Linked DNA regions of Mus musculus: region 2 is linked to region 1. A link is a contact called in public HiChIP or PLAC-seq data. All regions are on one chromosome and are shown on one strand. Each heading gives the region's core, a stretch centred on a gene start, on an enhancer-like site or on the middle of the called end of the contact. The rest is flanking DNA. Distances are from core to core; before and after follow the strand shown. Region 1 holds the start of Cd84 (CD84 antigen). Region 2 overlaps Slamf6 (SLAM family member 6).

Evidence for each region. HiChIP or PLAC-seq counts read pairs in DNA pulled down with a chosen protein or histone mark.
Region 2: a BATF HiChIP or PLAC-seq map of CD8 T cells shows a contact between it and region 1, with 18 read pairs. The contact joins the enhancer-like site here to the promoter of Cd84 in region 1. A contact is called at or near these places in 3 of 39 promoter capture datasets (the HPC-7 cell line, hippocampal neurons and macrophages), 1 of 15 datasets of contacts at CTCF or cohesin (CD8 T cells), 9 of 484 Hi-C or Micro-C datasets (B cells, the C10 cell line, CD8 T cells and 5 more), 15 of 115 datasets of contacts at active chromatin or transcription factors (the 230-238 cell line, CD8 T cells, the HPC-7 cell line and 10 more) and 5 of 9 other capture datasets (adipose tissue, embryonic stem cells, liver and 2 more).

What each region holds. Positions count from the first base shown.
Region 1 is chr1:171,837,690-171,842,533 of GRCm38.p6, forward strand. It overlaps Cd84 (CD84 antigen), which reads left to right and starts at 2,008. Exons shown (of 9, transcript NM_013489.3): 1 at 2,008-2,109; 2 at 2,891-3,014. The coding sequence starts at 2,969.
Region 2 is chr1:171,937,533-171,941,957 of GRCm38.p6, forward strand. It overlaps Slamf6 (SLAM family member 6), which reads left to right. Exons shown (of 9, transcript NM_001347186.1): 4 at 470-583; 5 at 920-949; 6 at 1,864-1,937; 7 at 4,093-4,164. Among named protein-coding and RNA genes, the nearest start is that of Gm37065, 20 kb to the left of the region's middle. Within about 2 kb of position 1,924, at least 35 of the 459 cell types and tissues checked have an H3K27ac peak or open chromatin away from gene starts, as enhancers often do. A contact at or near this core is called in CD8 T cells, Th1 cells, Th17 cells and 6 more, where this site is marked.

The DNA.
Region 1 (4,844 bases), core at 758-3,257:
TGTACTATTTCCTTAAATGTGGAACAATTTTTACTATGGTTATGAGGAAAGTATTCTTTTACACCTTTGGGATGCAATTCAACTTCTTCTACTCCATAATTCATAACTTTGCTCTTTCCATGTTGTCCTAAGAACAACACACATTTCACACACTTCTTTATTAAACCAGTCACTGTCTTTGACCTAATATCTCAGTTCCTTACTATGTCTTCCATCCCTGTTACTTTCTCCTCATGACACATGTCGTAGTCAGGGTTTCTATTCCTGCACAAACATCATGACCAAGAAGCCAGTTGGGGAGGAAAGGGTTTATTCAGCTTACACGTCCACATTGCTGTTCATCACTGAAGGAAGTCAGGACTGGAACTCAAGCAGGTCAGGAAGCAGGAGCTGATGCAGAGGTCATGGAGGGATGTTACTTACTGGCTTGCTTCCCCTGGCTTGTTTCCCCTGGCTTGCTCAGCCTGCTTTCTTATAGAACCCAAGACTACCAGCCCAGGGATAGTCCCATCCACAAGGGGCCTTTCCCCCTTGATCACTAATTGAGAAAATGCATTACAGTTGGATCTCATGGAGGCATTTCCCCAACCAAAGCTCCTTTCTCTGTGATAATTCCAGCTGTGTCAAGTTGACACAAAACTAGCCAGTACAACACATTTAGTTGCAGAGGCCTTACACTGCATATTTATTTTTCTTAAGCTTTTCATTTTCAGCATCAATTCAGTTTGATTTTTCTTTCATATTTCCATTTCTTTATTTAATTCCACTTTCATATCTAACAATTAGCTTCCTATATCATTATTAAACTTTTATTCATGTCTACTTTCATTTCTTTAAGCGGGCCTTCATATCTTTGAACATGTCAAGAAGTGAGAATATATTCATAATCACTCTATGGAAGTTTATGTCTAAGTCACGTCCATTAAGAGTTGCTACTCCGGGGAGTGTAGTTTAAGGAAGAGACAGGTTTGGTTACTTTTTGTTTTAAAGGTATGATTGTTTGTATGTATGTCTGTGCACCACATGTGTGCAGTGCCTTCTGAGATCAGAAGACAGTGTTTGATCCCCTGAAATGAGAGTTACAGACAGTTATAGGTGCTGAGAATCAAAACCAGGTCCTCTGAAAGTGGGAGCAGTGCTAACCACTGAGCCATCTCTCCAATACAAGTTATTTTAGTTTGTATTTGTGTGTCTGTGTCTGAGTGTCTGTGTGTGTGTCTATGTGTGTCTGTGTGTGTGTCTCTGTGTATGTCTGTGTGTGACTCTGTGTGTGGTGTGTGTGTATCTGTCGATTCATGCCTATTTGGTGTTCTGTGTACATTTCACTATTTCCCTAAATGTGGAACTATTTTTACTATGGTTTTGTGGAAAATATTTTTTACACCTTTAGCATGCAATTCAACTTCTTTTACTCCATAATTCACAAATTTGCTCTTTCCATGTTGTCCTAAGTATATCACACATTTTACACACTTATATTAAACCAGTCACTGTCTTTGACCTAATATCTCAGTCCCTTACTATGTCTTCCATCCCTGTTACTTTTTTTGTTGTGTGTGTCTGTCTGTGTATGTGTGTCTGTGTGTGTCTCTGTATACGTGTGCCTGTGTGTGTCTCTGTGTGTGTGTGCCTGTGTGTCTCTGTGTGTGTGTGGTATGTGTGTCTGTCTGTGTGTCTGTGTGTGTCTCTGGGTGTGCTGTGTCTGTGTGTGTGTGTCTGTGTGTAATATGTGATTTTAAAGTGGAGCTCTCAGCTCAGGTGTCAAGGTCAGTTTCTCTTGAGTCAATTTTCTTGTTTCCTTGAGTATTTGCAATGTTCCAGAGGGTTATGGTACAGTTGAGGTGTCATTTCTCTCTGTGCTTGGACTACTAAGGTCTGTGTCTCTAGTCCTCCTCTGAGAGCAGGGTATCATCTTCAGCACCAGTCATGACCAGGAATCGGCTCATTTACTGCTGGATGGTTTGTGGTGTCTCCCGTGTTCCTTTTCTGGTTCCACAAACCCGTCTCAGTGCTTGGAGTTCCTCTGTGACTGACCACTTCTTCCTTTTCTGTCTGATGGTGAACACCTTTCTGGACCAGCTCTGGACCAGAATCTGATGTTATGCTCTGGGAAGGGGTCCTCTGGATCTAGTTTGCCTCTGGGTCTGACTTCAGATCCATTGAGGGCTCTATCTTTGGCTTGCTATCTGGAAATGTGTGTCTGCCTTTTGGAATCTGACATACTTGCACTGAGAGTGCAGAGTGGGTCTTGGGGTGCTCAGCTTAGCTGCGCTTGTCTCACTAAGGGGTCCATGCGAGGCAGGTGTAGAGACAATTGGTGCTGATTCATGACGTGAGTGGGGGAGTTAATGTAACTAGGTGATGGTGGGTCAGTGGGAGAGATACAGCAATCTCCAGATCACAGATGCTGACTTTATAGGGCCAGTGGGCAGGAGGCAATGGATGCAAACATGGAGACACTGAACTCAAAGACTATGGCTTATTCTTGTGATTCAAAATACAATTAACCCCTTGCCTAAAAATACTAGTTCATTCTTCATATTTGTCTCAGCTACATTGTCAATTCCTTTCAGAAATCTCCCTAACTTACCCTAGCCTGGAGTAGATGCCTCCACCCTGCATTTCTTCCTGCTGCAGCATATATCACCATTTACTGAAATTTCCTGTATAATTATCAATCCCTCTATAAAGAATATAAACTCCACAAAGGGAACTCATTACTTTATAGCTACTGATCAACATCCATGATATGTCTGGCACATAGTAGGCACTTAATAAATATTTGTTGGATAATTAATAATGAATATGCACTGCTGTTGTATAATGGAAAACACTAGTAAGTAGGTTAAGAAGTAACACATCTTAATCAGCTCACACTTCCTCCCTCCAGCTCCGGAAACACCACACTGAAGTGAAAGCAGCTACCACACCAGTTATTTTTCCTCAGAAGACTGGAGTCTGACTGGACATGGCCCAGCGCCATCTGTGGATCTGGTTCCTTTGCCTACAAACCTGTGAGTTCTGAACCTTGTTAGTATTGAAGTCCTACTATGTCATAACTTTTTAGAAAATACACATGGGAGGGCAGGGACGTGTCCCTTTGATCTCGTTTCAGCAGAATTTCCTGGGCTTTCTGTTCATATTACACTCAACCTACTGAACTAGAGTGAGACCTTAAGACCCAAGCAATGTGCTTCATCACATTAAACCAGTCTTCTTTCACTTTCTGTCCCCTTTCCTACCTATGCCTTCAACTCCTGGTCCCTCCTCTTCCTATTGTCCTATGGGTTGTTGCACTGTTTATTTGGGTTAAGTTTTTGGTTTCCAGCATCATTTCAGCTTGATTTTCCTTTTGTATTTCCATCTGTTTATTCTCTTGTCTTAACTGGTATGATCTGTGTATGCCTGGGACATAGTAGGCATTTAATAAATATTTGTTAGGTAGTTAATTAATTACTTAATTAATGCTCTCACTGGAGTCACATAATGGAAATCACTAGCAAGTAGGCTAAGAACCAATGGTTCATTTTTGTTTCTTTGCCCCTATTTGTTGAAAATAGAAGATTTTTCATACCATATGTCCTAGTTAGAGTTTCCCCTCCCTAAACTCCTCCCAGTCCCTCTCCACCTTCCCCCCTTCTACATCTACTCCCTTTCTGTCTCTCATTAGAAAAGAGCTGACTTCTAAACAACAAAAAAAATGTCAAAATAAAATATAATATGATGATTTTTTTTCTAGTTCCATCCATTTGCCTGAAAATTTCATTATGTCGATTTTTTAAAGAGCCAAGTAATACTCCATGGTTTAAGTGCACCACGGAGTCTTTACTCATTCTTCTGTGAAGAGAGATCTAGATTGTTCCTAGTTTGGGGCTATAATGAACAAAGCAGCAATGAATATGGTTAAGCAAGTGTGCCTGTAGTCATAGGACACATCTTTTGGGTATGTGCCCGAGTGGTATAGATGGGTCTTGGGGTATACTGATTCTTAACTTTCTGAGGAATGGCTATATCAATTTTCAGAGTGACTTACAAATTTTCACTCCCACCAGCAACGAATGAGTGTTTCCCTTAGTCCCCATCTTTGCCAAAATTAGTTGTCACTTGTGTTATTGATCTTAGCCAATCTGACAGGTATGAAATACAATCTCAAAATAATTTTGGTTTGCATTTCTTTGATGGCTAAGGATGCTGAACATGTATTTAAGTATTTCTCAGCCACTTGCATTTTCTCTATTGAGAATTCTCTTTTAGATCTGTACCTTCACTTTTAAATTGGGTTATTTAAATTCTTGATATCTAGCTTCTTGAGTTCTTTATGTATTTTAGATATTAGTCCTCTATCAAATGTAAAGTTGGTAAAAAATCTTTTCCCATTCTGTAGGCTGCCATTTTGTCCAAATGACAGTATGCTCTGCCTTATAGAAGCTTTTCAGTTTCAAGAAGTTTCATTTATCGTTGGTCTTACTGCCTGCACCTCAGTTTCTGATCAAGAATTCTTCTCCTATGCCAATGAGTACAAGGGTGTGCCCCAACTTTCTCCCTTATCAGTTTTTATGTTAAAGTTTTTGATCCACTTGCATTTGAGTTTTGTTCACAAACATAAGTATGGATCTCTTTGTATTCTTTTACACACAGACTTCCATTTGTTGAAGACGCTGTTTTCCAATGTATGTTTCTGGCTTCTTTATTTTTAAAAGAAGTGTCCATAGGCCTGTGGATTTATGTCTGGGTTTTCATTTCAACTCCACTGACCAACTTATCTGTTTTTATGAAATTACCATGCTAATTTTTTTTTACTATAACTTTGTAATATTGCGTGAAATCAGCAATGGTGAGACCTC
Region 2 (4,425 bases), core at 674-3,173, 100 kb after region 1:
CCTCAGCTCGACTGGAGACCAGCCTGCCTGTGCATAGCCCAATGCCCCACAAGGTAACATCTGCCTTGGGTCTTCCTGGGACCCTCAAGCAGCTGGGTAGTATTATAGTGTGGATTCACAAGACTGCCTGAACAGTGGCAGTTGGAGCAGCCAGACTGCTGCTGAGAGGAACGAACAGGGAGGCTCTAGAACTCTCTGCCTCTATTAATCTTCTTTCCCTCCCCAAGTCCTCGTGCAAGAGCAAGACCTCAGGAGTCAAAATGGCTCTCTCCTACCTCAGCCAGGCCATACCTCTCCTGCATCTCAGAAAGCCTGACAGATCCCCAGACTGCGAGTAGAAATGGCCATACTCAGCCTCTATAGACAGCCCAGAAGGACTGAAGAAATCCTCTGAGACAAACTCAAAGGATCCCTCATTTTATGTATCCTAGGAAGTTCCACTTCCTTTTTATTTAATTCTTCTTTTCAGGGGTTCTAACTAATCCACCCTGGAATGCAGTATGGTTTATGACTACAATTTCAATAATCAGTGCTGTCATACTCATCTTTGTGTGCTGGAGCATACATGTTTGGAAGAGAAGAGGTAAGTTTCCCTTCTGCTTTCTTCTATCTGCTGTAAGATTGCAGCTGTTTAGAGTCTGGGGCCTCTGGTTGCCAGGGGTCAAGGGAGGATGGACACAACTTCTGGCTGAATTAGTCCACTGGGATGATGCCCAGCATGTGACCAGGTTTCTGTTAATACATAAGGGAGGTGTCCTACTGAGAAGAGCAGTACCCGGCCTCGGGATCCACTTGCTCACTTGCCCTTCATTTGGGTTCCGTTGCCTGCATCCTTTGGAAAGATGCCTGGTGGAGAAGGATGGAGGAAATATTCTCTCACCGAACTCACGTGTTCCACCTTCCTGCTTTCATTTCCCAGGTTCTCTTCCTTTGACTAGCCAACATCCAGGTGAGCATGCAGCCTCTAACTACAAAACGTAAAGCAGACAGGAAGAGGTAAATGAAAGAGAAGAGGGGCTGGCCAGAGGGATAAAGAGTGAGCATTACTATTCATCTGGACCCTGTGGTGTCAGAAAGACTAGCTGGTAACCACGAGACCTACAGCATTCCTCCCAAGTATGTGAGGGGCATCACACTCTTCTAGAGCAAGGTCAAGATCACTAACTTCCTTTCTGATGGAGAACACAAGTCCCGGCGAAAAGGGTCCATGAACCACACATGCACTGTCACTTGGAGCATAAAACACTCAAAACTAGGCTCTGTGACTCCGCCACTGAGACTCAACCAAAGTTGAGACATTGGATAGATGTGTGAGAAAGAGATGTAGATGCAGGCTCGTTTTCTGAGTCTCGTCTCATGGGTGATAGTTTCAAGATACCATTGTTGAAGAGAGGGCATGAGGTCAGGGATCAGAAGACCTGCATTCTCACTCCTGTCCCTCTCTTCCTAAGCGACTCTGTACAAGTCCACTAAGCACCCTTGAGCCCGAAATTCCTCATCTCTAAAATTGTCAAATCTGTCAGACGGGGCTGTGAAAACTGTCTCCAGAGATCTCGCAGACTGTGGTATTTAGTCCTTCAAGTGTGTTGACATGAGGGAATCACTGAGACTCTGAATCATAAGAATACCACCCACACCCTCACCCAAGAAGTGAGGTTAGAAATAGACCATACGATAGTTCTTGTTTAGCACTGAACTCAAAAGATTGGGAGGTGGAGAGAGAGTCCTTAAAGGGGGGTCAGTCTTGAAACAACTGCTTTGCAGGGGGTGTTCTAGAGGCCAGCAAGACACAAGATCCTGTGCAGACTCACCCCAGAGTCCTACCACTGACAGCTGTACCTTTTGTGTGTGTTAACCATACAGAGTCCTCCCAGAGCACAGATGGCCCAGGCTCTCCAGGGAACACTGTGTATGCACAAGTCACTCGTCCAATGCAGGTAAGTCCTCTCAGCTCTGTTCTCCACTGTTGCTGTTGTTACCGTGATCCCCCCCCCAAGCACATCACCACAATCGTCAGCCTTCTCTATTGGAGAAGGCAACCGCAGAGCTGACACCCAGTGTCTGCCCTGATGGCCTTTAAGATAATGCTTCCCCTCGCTCGCTTCCCAGTGTTCTCTGTCTGCTTAACCCATCAGGCAGTCTTTGTGCTTCAGGGTTACTATAACCTGCTTGAAAATACAAGTTAGAGACTCTCCTTTTCCCTTGCCACATTTGACTAGATCAAAGGAGATCATAAGCTGGGAGGGGGTGTCATCCAGGAAGTAGAGTTCATGAGAACTTAGAGTAGTGTCTCAAGAGAGAAGGAGGCCAAGTATCACAAGCCTTAAACAATAAAGGGAACGAGCTACAGCTATGGAAGAGAACTCTCACATAGTAGGATGGCCTTGGTCACGCGCCAGGGTCCCCACTACCCATGAATGAGACCATTGTGGGGGCACTTTTCTAAAATAAGTAGATAGACTGGGGAGCCAATTCTCAAGTCTTCTAAAAGAAAAAAAAAAAAAGCCTAAAGAACTTGGCATTCTTTTTTTTTTTTCCTTATTGGATATTTTCTTTATTTACATTTCAAGTGTTATTCCCTTTCTTGGTTTCCCCTCCGAAAAACACCCTCCCACCCTCCCCCTGCTCACCAACTCACCCACTCCCACTTCCTGGCCCTGGCATTCCCCCACACTGGGACATAGAGCCTTCACAGGACAAAGGGCCTCTCCTGGCAGTCTTGAAATAATGGAAGTGAAGCAACGGCCCAGCTAAAAGGCTTGGATTCCCCAAGCAAACACCTCTCTCCCCAGCTGACGCAGGCTTTGTGGGGTAAACTCCTAAAGGAGAAGACTGTGAGGGGCAGTCACGCTTTTTGCCCATTTACTGTTCCCAACTCCTGCTGGGAGCATGCTCACCAACAACCCAAAGCAGGGATCATCAGCCCATACGGCAGCTAAGTATCTAAATGTATGTAGAGATCCACCTAGGACCTGAGGGTTTCTGTTGTTACTACTGCTTTGTGCATCAGAGAACCATTCACTTTGGGTTTTCTTTCCTTTTGTTCATTAATTTACTTATTTGCATTCATTTCATTTCTTTTACATCCCAGTCACAGCTTCCCCTTCCTCCTCTCCCCCTAGCCCCACCCCCTCACGCCCCGGATTCTCCTCCCCTTCTGTCAGAAAAGGGGGTCCTCCCATGGATATCGACCCACCTTGGCATATCAGGTTGCAGTAGGACTAGGCACATCTTTTCCTGTTGTGGCCAGACAAGGCAGCCCAGTTAGGGGAAAGGGATCCAAAGGCAGGCAACAGAGCCAGCCAATGCTCCTGCTGTTCGGGGTCCTATACATCTGTTACATATGTGTTTGGGGCCCAGGTCCTAAACGCATGCTCTCTGGTTGGTGGTTCTTAAAACCGGTAGTTCCTATACTTCTGGTTCCCCACTACACCATGGTGACTAGACCATTAGAATAACAGGGATAAATGGGAGCAGGCAAAGTAGGTGGCTCCAGTTATAACTAGTAAAGACTAAGACAAAAGATCTGATGCAATAACCATCTAGCATGTAAGCTTTTATGTATGTTTAAAGGAGCAAGCCTGGAATCAGATGCAAGACAAGAATGCTTTTATCCCTCCACACGACTCTGCCCTTCGGTTGTTCTCTGGCTGGGCCTTTACATTGCTGGGACATTGATATTCTATCTAGGTTGTTTTTCTGTTTCTTGGAGAATGTTGCTAAAACATCACAGGTTTGAACTGGTAGAGCTTGGTCCTAGGCTCCTCTTGGCATGACGCTTCTTCCTTCCTTGCTTCTTCCTTTCTTTCTCTCTTTCTTCCTTTCTTTCTCTCTTTCTTCCTTTCTTTCTTTCTTTCTTTCTCTCTTTCTTCCTTTCTTTCTTTCTTTCTTTCTTTCTTTTCTTTCTTTCTTTCTTTCTTTCTCTCTCTCTCTTTCTTTCTTTCTTTCTTCCTGTCTTTCTTTCTCTCTTCTTGTTTTTTTCCTTGTCATACTACCTTTCCCCAAAATACTTGCATGCACAGACCTCTTTGTTTCTGTGTGAGCCAAATGAGTATTATTCTTTTGTTTGTTTGTTTGTTTGTTTGTTTACAGGAAATGAAAATCCCAAAACCTATCAAAAATGACTCCATGACAATTTACTCCATAGTTAATCATTCCAGAGAGGTAAATCCATGACTGCTTTGTTTTCTTGTATTGTGTATGCCTGCATATATGTGTGTAATGTATGTGTGTGGTTTGTGCTCATGTGTGTGTGAATAGGAATAATCCCATCCAGTGCCCTGTTCCACCATTCCGTTGACTCCCACAAAACAGTGCCTCTCACTGAACCCAAAGCTAAGCCTGTGTCCAGAAAGCTAAAAAGTCCTCCTGCTTTGGGCCCCTGGAGTGTTGGCATTACAGAGCTAGGAAAGCTTTTTACATGGG